2 separate regions of the Pan troglodytes genome follow, and region 2 is linked to region 1. The links are chromatin contacts, called in public capture Hi-C maps. All regions are on one chromosome and are shown on one strand. Each heading gives the region's core, a stretch centred on a gene start, on an enhancer-like site or on the middle of the called end of the contact. The rest is flanking DNA. Distances are from core to core; before and after follow the strand shown. Region 1 overlaps MVB12B (multivesicular body subunit 12B). Region 2 has its middle 19 kb from the start of MVB12B.

Evidence for each region. Capture Hi-C pulls out chosen DNA fragments and counts their contacts.
Region 2: a contact with region 1 is called in a capture Hi-C map of stem cell-derived neural stem cells, with 3 times the contacts expected there. The contact joins two enhancer-like sites. A contact is called at or near these places in 4 of 7 Hi-C or Micro-C datasets (blood, induced pluripotent stem cells and stem cell-derived neural progenitor cells) and 1 of 1 other capture datasets (stem cell-derived neural stem cells).

What each region holds. Positions count from the first base shown.
Region 1 is chr11:12,056,989-12,062,665 of NHGRI_mPanTro3-v2.0_pri, forward strand. It overlaps MVB12B (multivesicular body subunit 12B), which reads right to left. Exons shown (of 10, transcript XM_024345885.3): 6 at 5,536-5,658. Among named protein-coding and RNA genes, the nearest start is that of MVB12B, 72 kb to the right of the region's middle. Within about 2 kb of position 3,218, at least 3 of the 24 cell types and tissues checked have an H3K27ac peak or open chromatin away from gene starts, as enhancers often do. A contact at or near this core is called in stem cell-derived neural stem cells, where this site is marked.
Region 2 is chr11:12,147,773-12,153,449 of NHGRI_mPanTro3-v2.0_pri, forward strand. No RefSeq gene overlaps it. Among named protein-coding and RNA genes, the nearest start is that of MVB12B, 19 kb to the left of the region's middle. Within about 2 kb of position 3,134, at least 7 of the 24 cell types and tissues checked have an H3K27ac peak or open chromatin away from gene starts, as enhancers often do. A contact at or near this core is called in stem cell-derived neural stem cells, where this site is marked.

The DNA.
Region 1 (5,677 bases), core at 1,968-4,467:
TTGCAGGGGAGGCTGCCGGTCAGAACTCAATGGCTGGGAAATGCTCTGTGACTTCGGGTGGGAAAAAACCCTTTCCCCCAAGAGAGACAGTGTTAGGGAAAGGTCACAGGATGTGCCCATGGCCTGGGGTCTGTGGGGAGGAGAGTTTGGGCAGCAGCTTCTCCCTCAGGACCATGGTGAGGACAGCCCAGGTCAGCAGGAAGGGTGGGGTGAGGCTACTGGAACCACACATTGCAGATTTTCTAGGAGAGCCCCCGCAGGATGGATGTTCACATAAACACGAGATGTCCCGAAAATCCTAGCCACCTGGAGGCCAGACTACATGTTTCTGACAGACTCTGAAAGGGACGGAATACCACCCGTCATCAGCTCACGCCTGCCTACCCTGGACGGAGACACGGTGTCCGCATCACCAAGGGAGGGCCCCGGACGTTGTGGGAGGCCCCTCTGAGCCTTCCCTCTCAGGGAGGCTGCACAGCAGCAACTCTCCACTATCCATGCCTCCTCCTCTGACCTTGGCACTGGGAGTGGAAGAAGGCAATGGCTGCAAGTCAGATACAGAAGCAGCATCGACGGCGGCTTGAGGACCTCTGAAACCAAGGCCCACTGCTCTGTGCCCTCCCTGCCCACTGGAGGGCCCTGAAGTTCTCTGGACAAGGTGTCTGTGACCCTAACACGTAGTTCTGCAGAACCTGAATTTCTGTAGGTGGGGAGAGGGAATATGACACGTTTCTTAAATATGGCTTAAGAAACACTGATTGCTCTAATTCTCCTGCAGTCTGAAGGATCCAAATGCCATCTGACCACCCCTAGCATCTGGGAGCACATCACCCCTCAGGTCAGCTTCTTGATGCCACAGAATTTTCACCTTGGGGAAGCTGTCTTTACTGATTTTTTTAAAGTGTTAAGCCTAAATCTATCTCCTTGTAACTTCAGTCCACCTGACCTAATTCTGCCTTCTGGAGCCCCCAGCCATCTCTCCACCCCTCCATTCCCACCTGGAAACACTTCTACTTTCTCTCCTGCCATTGACCCTTAAGACATCTGCAGCAGGCTGGCCTGTCTCTACCCAGCTCCAAACTGGATTCCTCAAACTTGACACTGGATTTGGGTAACCTCTGCCTTGTGGTGTGAGGCAGTGGACACGCCCCAGGAGCAGGACTCCACTCAGGGCCTCCCGCTGTGCACACCAGGCTGCACTCCACACACCCACGCTCCGACCCGCCATTTCACACACTCAGCTGCTAAGCCAGGCCTCAGTTTGGCTCCTGTGTGATGGATTTTTGAACCTCGGGGGCCCTCTCCGCCTGCACCCATCGCCTCCCATGGCTCCAGCAGGTTGTTCTGGCTGTAGAGGAGATGCAGAGTATTGATTCTGTCATTCAGCACGTCAGCTCACCCTAATGACTCTGCATCATCTGCAAATTTGATAAGCATGCCTCTGATGTCTTTATCAAGCCATGGTTCTGCTGCTTGCTGAGCTAGAGGGCTGTAGCCCACCAGGGGCCTCCTCCTGGGTCGACACAGAGCCATTCCCTTATCACACTGGGGACTTCTGGTGCTCCAGCGGTTGTGAGCCCACTTGCCTCCTGGGGCTCTTCCCAACCTCTGTCCCAGCAGCAGCGGAACCTCTTCTCCCCAGCAGAAACAGGTGATGCCCTGCATGTGACAGACGGTGGAGGGGCTGCTCTGATAGAGGCCAGGAAGGTGTTTCCTCTCTTGGCCCCCCGGCCCCAGACAGCATCACAGAGCCGAATCAGAAACCCCACCATCTGATCGCATGCCCGAGGCTGACTCACAAAGCTGGGCCCAGCCTCAAAGAGGGCCACAGAGATGGGACTGTGCCTCCATCCCCAGGCCAGCTCTCTCCTGTTGATCGACGTACATGACATAGGCAGGCAGGGGATGGAGCACCTGCGGCCAGAGATATGGAGAGGCTCTGGGTCCCAGAAGAAGTGGCTGCCCTTCTTCACTAGAAGACAGTCAAGAGATGTGTGTGGCGATGTCTGTATGTGAGATGAAGCATCACTGTATGAGGGAGAGGAGCTCTGCCAAGCTACCTTCTACCACCTTAGCCACCAACTCAATGGATACAGCCCAGGAGCATCCCTCTCCCTGGGGACCTGCCCGCTCCAAAAGGACAACTCCAAAGCCGGTGACACCACAGCATTTTCTGCAATAACGGAGCTTCTGCGGGAAGCTCCTGCTTCTAGAGGCAGTTCCTGCTTTTGGACAGAGAAGGCAGTGCTGCTAGAACCACGAGGTCCTCAGGTGATGGCCTACAGACGGTGCAAAGATCCACCTTTGTCTGAAGTAAAGCTGGGAATGAACGGCATTCCAAAAAATGGCAGGAAATTCTTTGAAATCTGAGTGATGACACAAGAAATGGAGGCGGAGCACATGGTTTTGGCTTTGGAGAAGAATACAGACTCAAGAAGGCAGCAAGATCTGTGACCCACCCCTTCCTAGGTCCTCCTGGCTGGCCTGGGCCAGGGCTCTGCGGCGAAAGAGCCTGCCACTAGCTCCGGCTCAGAACCGCATTCCCCGCCACCGCCACGGCTGGGCAGTAGAGGGCGCTGCGTCACCGCGCTCCCAGCGGCCCGATCCACACCACACAAAGACTGCACTGGACGTGGTTCTCAGGTTTATGGTTAAGGCTACCTGAGAAAACAGTAGCAAGATGCAGACTTGCTATTACACGATATGATATCACCTATGTAAAAAGTACACAAGAAAAAGACTTGAGGGAAATATAACAAAAGGTTATAAGCATTTGCTCGTGGGAAATGGAATTCCTGTTTTTTCATACTTTCTACATTCTGCCAATTTTCTACAAGCCTGGATTACTCTCGCCATAGGAAAAGACCCACGCAGTGCTCAGGGACCAGGGAGTAGTCTGGAGGGGTTGCCAGGGACGCATTTATGGTGAAACTGAATTCGTGCCTGGATTCAGGTAGGCGCTGGGGAGCTCCTCGGAGGCTCACCACATGCCCTCACCACCACACGGGCTCGAGATGCCCCGGAAGCGCTCAGAGAAGAAGACCCTGCACAGGCCCAGCCCAGGAGCCTCTGGGAGGGCTTCCCGGGAGAGAAGTCCTCTGCGCTGAGACCTGTCAAACACACCTCATGTGCAGGGAGCACCGGGAGCAAAGGCGCAGAAGCCAGGGGAGGAGGAGGCTGCCAGCGCAGCTTAATGTCTGGGGCTCTGGCTGGGAAAGGGAAGACAGGAAATCCCGGAGCTGGTGTGCAGCCCTGCAGGCCCCACTGAGGGGCCTGCCTTGCCCTATAGGCTCCTGGTAGACCCCCAGCACTCGGAGCACGAGCCCCAGCCACTGCTCCCCACCAGAGGGGAGGTGATCAGATTCCTCCTCTGGAGAGTGTAGAGACCTGAAGCCTCAAGGAATAAAACAGCATACTCATCCTTTCCTAGGTCTTCAATGGAAAATTTGAATGAATAATCAACATTTCATTTTAAAATAAATCAAAGATACTGGATAGGAAAACAACACACAAAAAAATCCCACAAAAACCAAAAAACCTGGATGGATGAGGCTTACATAGGTGTGCATCCTACCTGTAAATTACCGCACAGGAGAACTTGGGACAGACAAATGGCTTTTACTTGGAAGCATTAATGAACATTCAATTATCCTGTTGCATACTGGCTGACTTAACTCAGCCAAATTAGAATACATTTTATATTGACTATTTTGACATTTGTTTTATTTGGCAAGTAAAACAAAACTGATCCGATTTCCTTGCAGCCATTGTAAACCATAAACTGTACAGCAGAGGTGATAAAATACATAAGCCTTATAAACACCTGGTTCTGACGCACTACCCTCCAAACCCACCAGGCTGCCGGTGGCTCGGTGTTCTCAGCCGTCTTGCTTCAGGTGCAAGTGACTTTGCTCTCACAGTCACCAGCAGGCTTCTGAGAGCTCTCTCTGCTTTATCTGAGAGAACTGGTATTCTTTCTTTAACCACAGAAAGTCAAAACCTGCCTGAGGTGGTGCCCATTTCTGGGCCCTTCTAGACCACATGATGTCAGCAGGGAGCAGCTGTAACAACTTCAGGGCAACTGCTCCTGTGGGGGCTTTCCAGCCTCTGCAAGGAGCCCACACTTGAGCTGCTCCAAGTACAAGTGATGGACCTCAGCACAGGTGATGGAGGACCCCGACACACAGGTGATGGACTTAGCTGACTCGCCAGCACAGGTGACACACCTGATATAGCCTTGAGCACAGGAGACAGTGACCCTCAGCAGTGCCCTCCAGGGCGGAGCTGACAGCGCTCTGGCTCAGAAATGAGGAACAAGTGCTGATGGGCAGTGCGAACCTCACACTCCTGAACCCAATAGAGACTCAACTGTTCACCCTGCAACTCTGGGAGGCTTATTAGAGATTCCTATCTTTTTATGCCAAATGAAACTGAAAACTACTTCTAAAGTTTCAGGCAATTCCAGGGGTAGTTAAGTTTAAATACCACTCTTGGTGTGTGAAACTGTCATGAGAAAGACCAGATTGTCTTTATAGGGGGATGTCCCAGAGGACAGAGTCCTCAGGGCTTTGGAGCCTCATTACAGCACATTCTTCCAAGTGAGACGGAGGCTTGGCACAGAGGAACAGAGTACAGAGAGCTGGTGGTATGTCCCGGAGGGCAGGCTGTATTGTGGAGGGCCCAGGAAGACCTACTGGTGACTCTTCTGTCCGGTTCCTGACAGATTTTGTTCATCTCTATTCACCCACGTGGAAGCTTGGAGATCCATTCTCATTTACGTTATGTCAATCCCTAAGTGTTGCTGCCTCACCGTTCTTGTTTTATTTACTTTTGCAATCCCTTTCTCAAGCTTAATCCATCAGTGCTGTTTGTTCCTTGCCCTTAGTTTACTCCTAGTGATGCACAGGATTTTTATTTGACAGGATTCTTTTTGCAGAAAGTGTAGAGACTGTTACTACTTCTGTTATGACTGAAATCAGTTGCAGAGCAAACAGTTGGCTCACCCAAGTTTCTTTGCGGAGACAATTGTTAAAACTAGCATTTCCTGAAAAACTCCTCACTATTCTCTCATACTCAAACTACCCATTTCTTACTTTATAGCTCATTGGAAAAAGAAATTATATGAAAATGAAGAATATAAGAACTCACCTACCCTCCTGGGTTTCAAATGAGTTGCTGGCCAAGACAGAGAAGGAATTTGACCTTAAGGCCAGTGATCCCAACCCCATGGCTACACAGCACGTGTCTGTGTGTAGCTAGCAGCTCTTTTGAATAGGGAGCCAATTTTAAGTTGCATAATCTGCAATTTTAGAAGCCTGCAGAACATGCACAAAATAGACTATAGAATGGCCTTTGCATTCATGTAATGCAAAGATTTCCAAGTGGATTTTTAAAAATCTCCTCTAAAGATATATTGCTTCTATAATTATTCAGCTGTACTTTGCACTATTTCAGCAGACACTAAGTGGTGGTGTTCTAAAATGTGCAGGGACCCAAGACCACGGGACAACGCAAGACACCCCGACAAGGCCTCACCTGGGAAGGTTGGGGGCTGGGGTGGAGGCAGCTGATGACTGGGAAGGCGTTGTGGGTTGAGATGAGTCATGATTTCTTGGTACTCTGCCCATTCGATACCAGATCCCCATGCTGTTCAGTTCCCTTTAGGAAAAAAGAGAAA
Region 2 (5,677 bases), core at 1,884-4,383, 91 kb after region 1:
CCCAGCTACTCAGAAGGCTGAGGTGGGAGAATCGCTTGAGTCTGGGAGGCGGAGGTTGCAGTGAGCCATGTGAACCCAGATCACGCCACTATACTCCATCTAGCCTGGGTGACAGAGCAAGACTCTGCCTAAGAAAACCCACAAAACCTATTATATAGATACTCTTATTGTAGGACCTACTTATTTTATACACGAAGAAACTGAGGTTCAGAGAAATTATGTATCTTGCTCAAAGTCATGTAGCTAATTGTGTTGGGGATTCTAACTAATGCAGTGCACTAAGCCAGTGTCTCAGTTCATTCAGGCTGCTGTAACAAGATCCCTTAGACAGCGTAATTTACAACAAAAGACATTTATTTCTTACAGTTCTAGGACCAGGATCTTGGACCAGGAAGTCCAAGATCAAGGTGCCAGCAGATTCAGTTTCCGGTGAGGGGTCTCTGCTTCATAGGTGGCTCTTTGCTGTGTGCTCACATGGCAGAAGGGAACGGCAGCTCCTTGGTGCCTCTTTTATAAGGGCATTAACCCCAGTCACAGGATGGAGCCCTTGTGACCTAATTACCTCCCAAAGGCCCCACCTTCTAATATCATCGCCTTGGTGATCAAGTTTCAACATGTGAATTTGGGGAGGACACATTCAGGCCATAACTGCCAATATGGGAAATCCCCCCTCCTGCTCTATATACATTACAATACTCAATAAAATATAAACAAAAAATATAAATGCATGGTTGAGTTCCTAGCCAAGAAAAAGGAAGCCCCAGGGACCAGAGAAAGAGGAAATTCAGAGTTGGGACAGTGAGCAGAATGTGAGGTTGAGGGGCTTGCTGGGGAGAGGGAGGGTGCTGGGAGCCTTGGGCCCTGTGAATGCAATGGGCTGGAACAGTGCTATGTGCATACAGCCAGGAGCCACAGGGGAAGAGGGACAGAACAACTCTGCCCACGGCTCCCACTGTCCTCCCAATGAGCAGCCAGTGGCCTGAGACCATTCGTGGAGTGGGGCATCCAAGTGGCACTGCTAAGTCAGGCCTGGAGCAGGGATTTGACCCGGCCACTCCATAACTGGCCTGCATACTGATAATCAGGCATTGTCAATTTAGTTAAACATTCAACTAAAATAACAACTCTAGACACCTCTCTAGCTCTATCCTTTCTAGTTAGTATCCACTCTAAAAATCTGTTGGAACTGACAAAAGATCAGAAGAAAAAGGAAACTTTGGAAATTAAACAAAAGATTTGTGAATCAATGACGGGTCAAAGCCAAAAGTTCAAGGGCCTTTGGGATGCTTGGGTTGGAAAATGCTCCTTGTCAAAACTCATAGATGGGGCCCAAAGCCTTGATATCATGGAAATTAGAAAGTACCATGCTTACAAATAAACAAGCACAGCAGCTCTACCTATCAAAACTTGTAGGGAAAAGTTTTGCCTGCTGGTCTGCAAAGGAGGCAAATAGTCTTGCCAATCTCTTGGGCCAGGAATGGAAAAAATAATGGGAGTCCAGGGCTAGAGCATGCCCCAGTATAAAGCCTGGAGCCACTGGCATTTACCCTGTGAAATTAGTAAGCAATCTCACCTGGGACCAGAGGAAAATCTTGGATCCCCGTGGAGGCAAGCTTGGAACAGCTCTATAGACACAACCCAGCGCTCACGGGAGACCCAGGGAAGACAGGCCCTGCTTAGTGTGAGTTAACAGACAAAAATTACAGTCCGGGCATGGTGGCTTATGCCTGTAATCCCAGCACTTTGGGAGGCCGAGGCGGGTGGATCACCTGAGGTCAGGAGTTCGAGACCAGCCTGGCCAACGTGGTGAAACCCCGTCTCTACTAAAAAGTACAAAAATTAGCTGGGCGTAGTGGCTGGCGCCTGAAATCCCAGCTACTGGGGAGGCTGAGGCAGGAGAATCGCTTGAACCCCGGAGGCAGAGGTTGCGGTGAGCTGAGATCATGCCATTGCACTCCAGCCTGGGCAACTAGAGCAATTAGACTTCACTGAAATCCTAGGTGCTACAGCCTGACCAAGTCATCGAGTCTCTTTGGGTCTTAGTTTCCCTTGTTTTTTTTTGAGACAGGGTCTCTCTCTGTCTCCCAGGCTGGAGTGCAATGGTGCAATCATAGTTCACTGCAGCCTCAACATCCTGGGCTCAAGGAATCCTCCTGCCTCAGCCTCCCAAGTAGTTGAGACTATAGGTATGCACCACCAAGCCCAGCTAATTTTTGTGTTTTTGTAGAGATGGGGTTTTGCCATGTTGCCCAGGCTGGTCTTGAACACCTGGGCTCAAATGATCCTCCCACCTGGGCCTCCCAAAGTGCTGGGATTACAGGTGTGAGCTACTGTGCCTAGCCTCCTCAACTCTTAAATGGGAATAATAATTGCCCTCTGCCCCTTGCAGGCTTGTAGGGAGGAACACAGAAGCTTCCTGTAGAGCCCCGAGCACAGTCTGGGTGGCGTCTTGGCAGGGAGGGCCATGCCCACCCGACAGCCCCAGGCCTTGGGGCACACAGATTTGTTTCAGCTGCAGAGAAAATGGGTGGAGAGAGAGAAAGAGGTCAGTGTTGGAGGGGTCAGCTGTGCGCTTCCCTGGTCCCGAGACAAAGAGGCCTCTTCATGAAGTCCCCCTCCCAGACCCTTCTGCTTCCTGCACTGCCCGCCCCGGCCCCCATCAGCAGATTCCCTCAGTCCCACTGTTTTGCTTCTGTATCTGGTTTTGTGACAGTTTTAAAGATGTCAACATGCCACAGAGCTCACACTGGAGCCGGCCCAGCCTCAGCTGCTGTCCTCACCGTCATCGTCAACAGATGTTTAACCCGCTGTTCCTCTGCTTTTGTAAACACTCTGTCTCCTTTCAAATCTCAAATTAATATGATCCTTCCCCTCTCCTTTCAAATTCTGCCTTACAGCCACATGCCCAGAGATGGCTGGATTTCAGACCATAGATAGATGCATGATAGGACCCACAGTCACAGGGGCCCAGACAGGGACAGATCCTGTTTGCACAGGTCCCAGTCTCCCTGACCTATAACATCCTGGATTGCAGGCCAACTTACAGACATGGTCAAGTCCACACAGAACGCTGTTGAGGTCTCATAAGCAAAGGCAGCCGAGACCCAGGAGTCTCAGCCCCAAAAATTCACAAGGACAGAGTTCTTTATGGTCAGACGCTCAGACAGACAGACAGACACACAGACTCTGACACAGAAGCACAGATGTGCAATCACACAGTCACAGGGGCCCAGGAATGGCCAAGCATTCACAGACATTGTTGTGGGCCAAATTGTGTCTTTCTCAAAATTCATGTGTTGAAGTCCTAACCCCCACCCACTACCTCAGAATGTGCTGTGTTTGGAGGGAGGGCCTTTAAAGAGGTAATGAAGGTTGAAATGAGGTCACTGGGGTGAGGTCCCTAATCCAGTAGGACTGGTGTCCCTAGGAGAAGAGGAGATCTGGATGCAGACACACACAGAGGGAAGAACGTGAAGACACAGGGAGAAGACAGCCATCTCCACGCCGAGTGAGGCCTTAGGAAAAACCAACCCTGCTGGCAACTTGACTTGGACTTCCAGCCTCCAGAACTCTGAGGAGATAAATTCCTGTTGTGTAAGCCACAGTCTGTGGTCCTTTGTCATGGCAGCCCTGGCAAATGAATTCAGACATGGAGGCCAAGAGACCCCCAATGTCCCCCAGTGCCACCCCAGACCCACTATCGCCTTCACAGCCTTGCACAGAGCCCTGGAGGCAGCATGGACCCCTGCAGACATGAAGCCCAGGGCCACATTTCCCACAGCCCCTTCCTCAGCCTGAGTTTGGCCCAATTTCCTGGTGGCACCAAGATACAAGAGGAGATGGCACCTGGGGGCTTCCTCCACTGGGCAGTGGAATTGTGGAAAATGCTGTGATAATAGCTCACACAGCTGAGTTCCATTTGGAGATCTCAAGGGCTGTGCAAACACTTTGCAGGTATTCACTCATCCAGCCTTCTCAACAACCCTTGGAGGTAGGTACTGTTACCAAAATCCCCATTCAAGAGATGGCAAAATAGAGGCCAGAGAGGTCAAGTAACTTGCCTGAGATCACACAGCCAGCAAAAGCTGAGCTGGGACTTGAATCAAGGCAGCCTGGCTCAAGCCTAGCTCTAAACCATGGGACAATTTGCTACCAGAATCAGAGATACAGCAAGATTACAGAAGAGTTCAAATCCCTGGTCAAGAAGAAAGCAAGTCGAAATGCTTTCCCAGCCTGGGCGCGGTGGCTTACCCATGTAATCTCAGCACTTTGGGAGGCTGAGGCAGGCTTATCACTTGAGGTTAGCAGTTTGAGACCAGACTGGCCAACATGGTGATACCCCATCTCTACTAAAAATACAAAAATTAGCTGAGCATGATGGTGGGCACCTGTAATCCCAGCTACTCAGGAGGCTGAGGCAGGAGAATCACTTGAACCTGGCAGACAGAGGTTGCAGTGAGCCGAAATTGTGCCACTGCACTCCAGCCTGGGTAATGGAGCGAGATTCCACTTAAAAAAAAATGCCTTGGGGCTGGCAACATAATTTGCAGGGCCCAGTTCCAAAATGAAAACGAGTCCCCTGTTCAAAAAGCAGGAGAAAAGTGCCACCAAAAAAATATTAAAATAAAAAGTTTTCTCCTTTCCTCAGTGGTCTCTCTCTTGACTTATAATGGTTTCAGTTTGCTATGTAATGTCACTCTAAGTAAAAATAAAAAACACATAATTTCAAACTATTAGTACAAATTTTACTCTGTATTTTACAAAGTCAGTTTTAAATGCAAACATTAGAGCATTTAACTCATGTGCAGAGTCACCTAAGTTATACGCATATTTCTTTTTTTTTTTTTTTTGAGATGGAGTTTCGCTCTTGTTGCCCAGGCTGGAGTGCAATGGCAAGATCTCTGCTCAATGCAACCTCCGACTCCCGTGTTCTAGCAATTCTCCCGCCTCGGCCTCCCGAGTAGCTGGGATTACAGGCGCCCGCCACCAATACACGTATTTCATAGCTCACATAGACATATGCATTTTGTCCTCATCAGAACGTAGAAATACTGCACAACACTCACTCCCTGCTTTTATTCCACTTCTAGATATATGCACACTCTCCTAACACTGTCTACCTCCAGCTTATAGATGAGTACGGAAGGTCTGAAGGGAAAAGGAACGACGGTTGCGCTATCTGTTCCTTTGCTCCCATCGTGGTTTTTGGCTAAGTGGTTGGTTAATGCGGAGAAGTATCATGGATAGGAAAGGATATGCTAGGGTTGCTTGGTAGTTCACGTTTCTCAGAACACCTCCTTTCTGTTTGCAGCAAGTTCTGGTTTGCAGAGGGAGTGTGGCCTCTTGGGGCTTTCAGCATCCCACTTAGCCGCAGAAGTAACACGCTTGCCTTCTGATTGCTTTGAGAGTCATTGGACTCCCACTCATTGTGGGTCCACTGGAATTCCGTGCTCATGGGCATGGAAACCACTGAGAATGGGGAACAGGGATGTGCATTTTGCATGTTATCTACTCTGTTCACGGCATGCTCCATTGCCCCTATTATCTTTACTTACAAAACACAGTTCAAAGATAAAATTGCTAAGAATTTCAAAACGGCCACAGCAGAGCATTAAACCAAGCTCAGGGCCTGCTGGAGCTTGGGTGTGACTTCACAGGTACCTACTCATGAACCTGG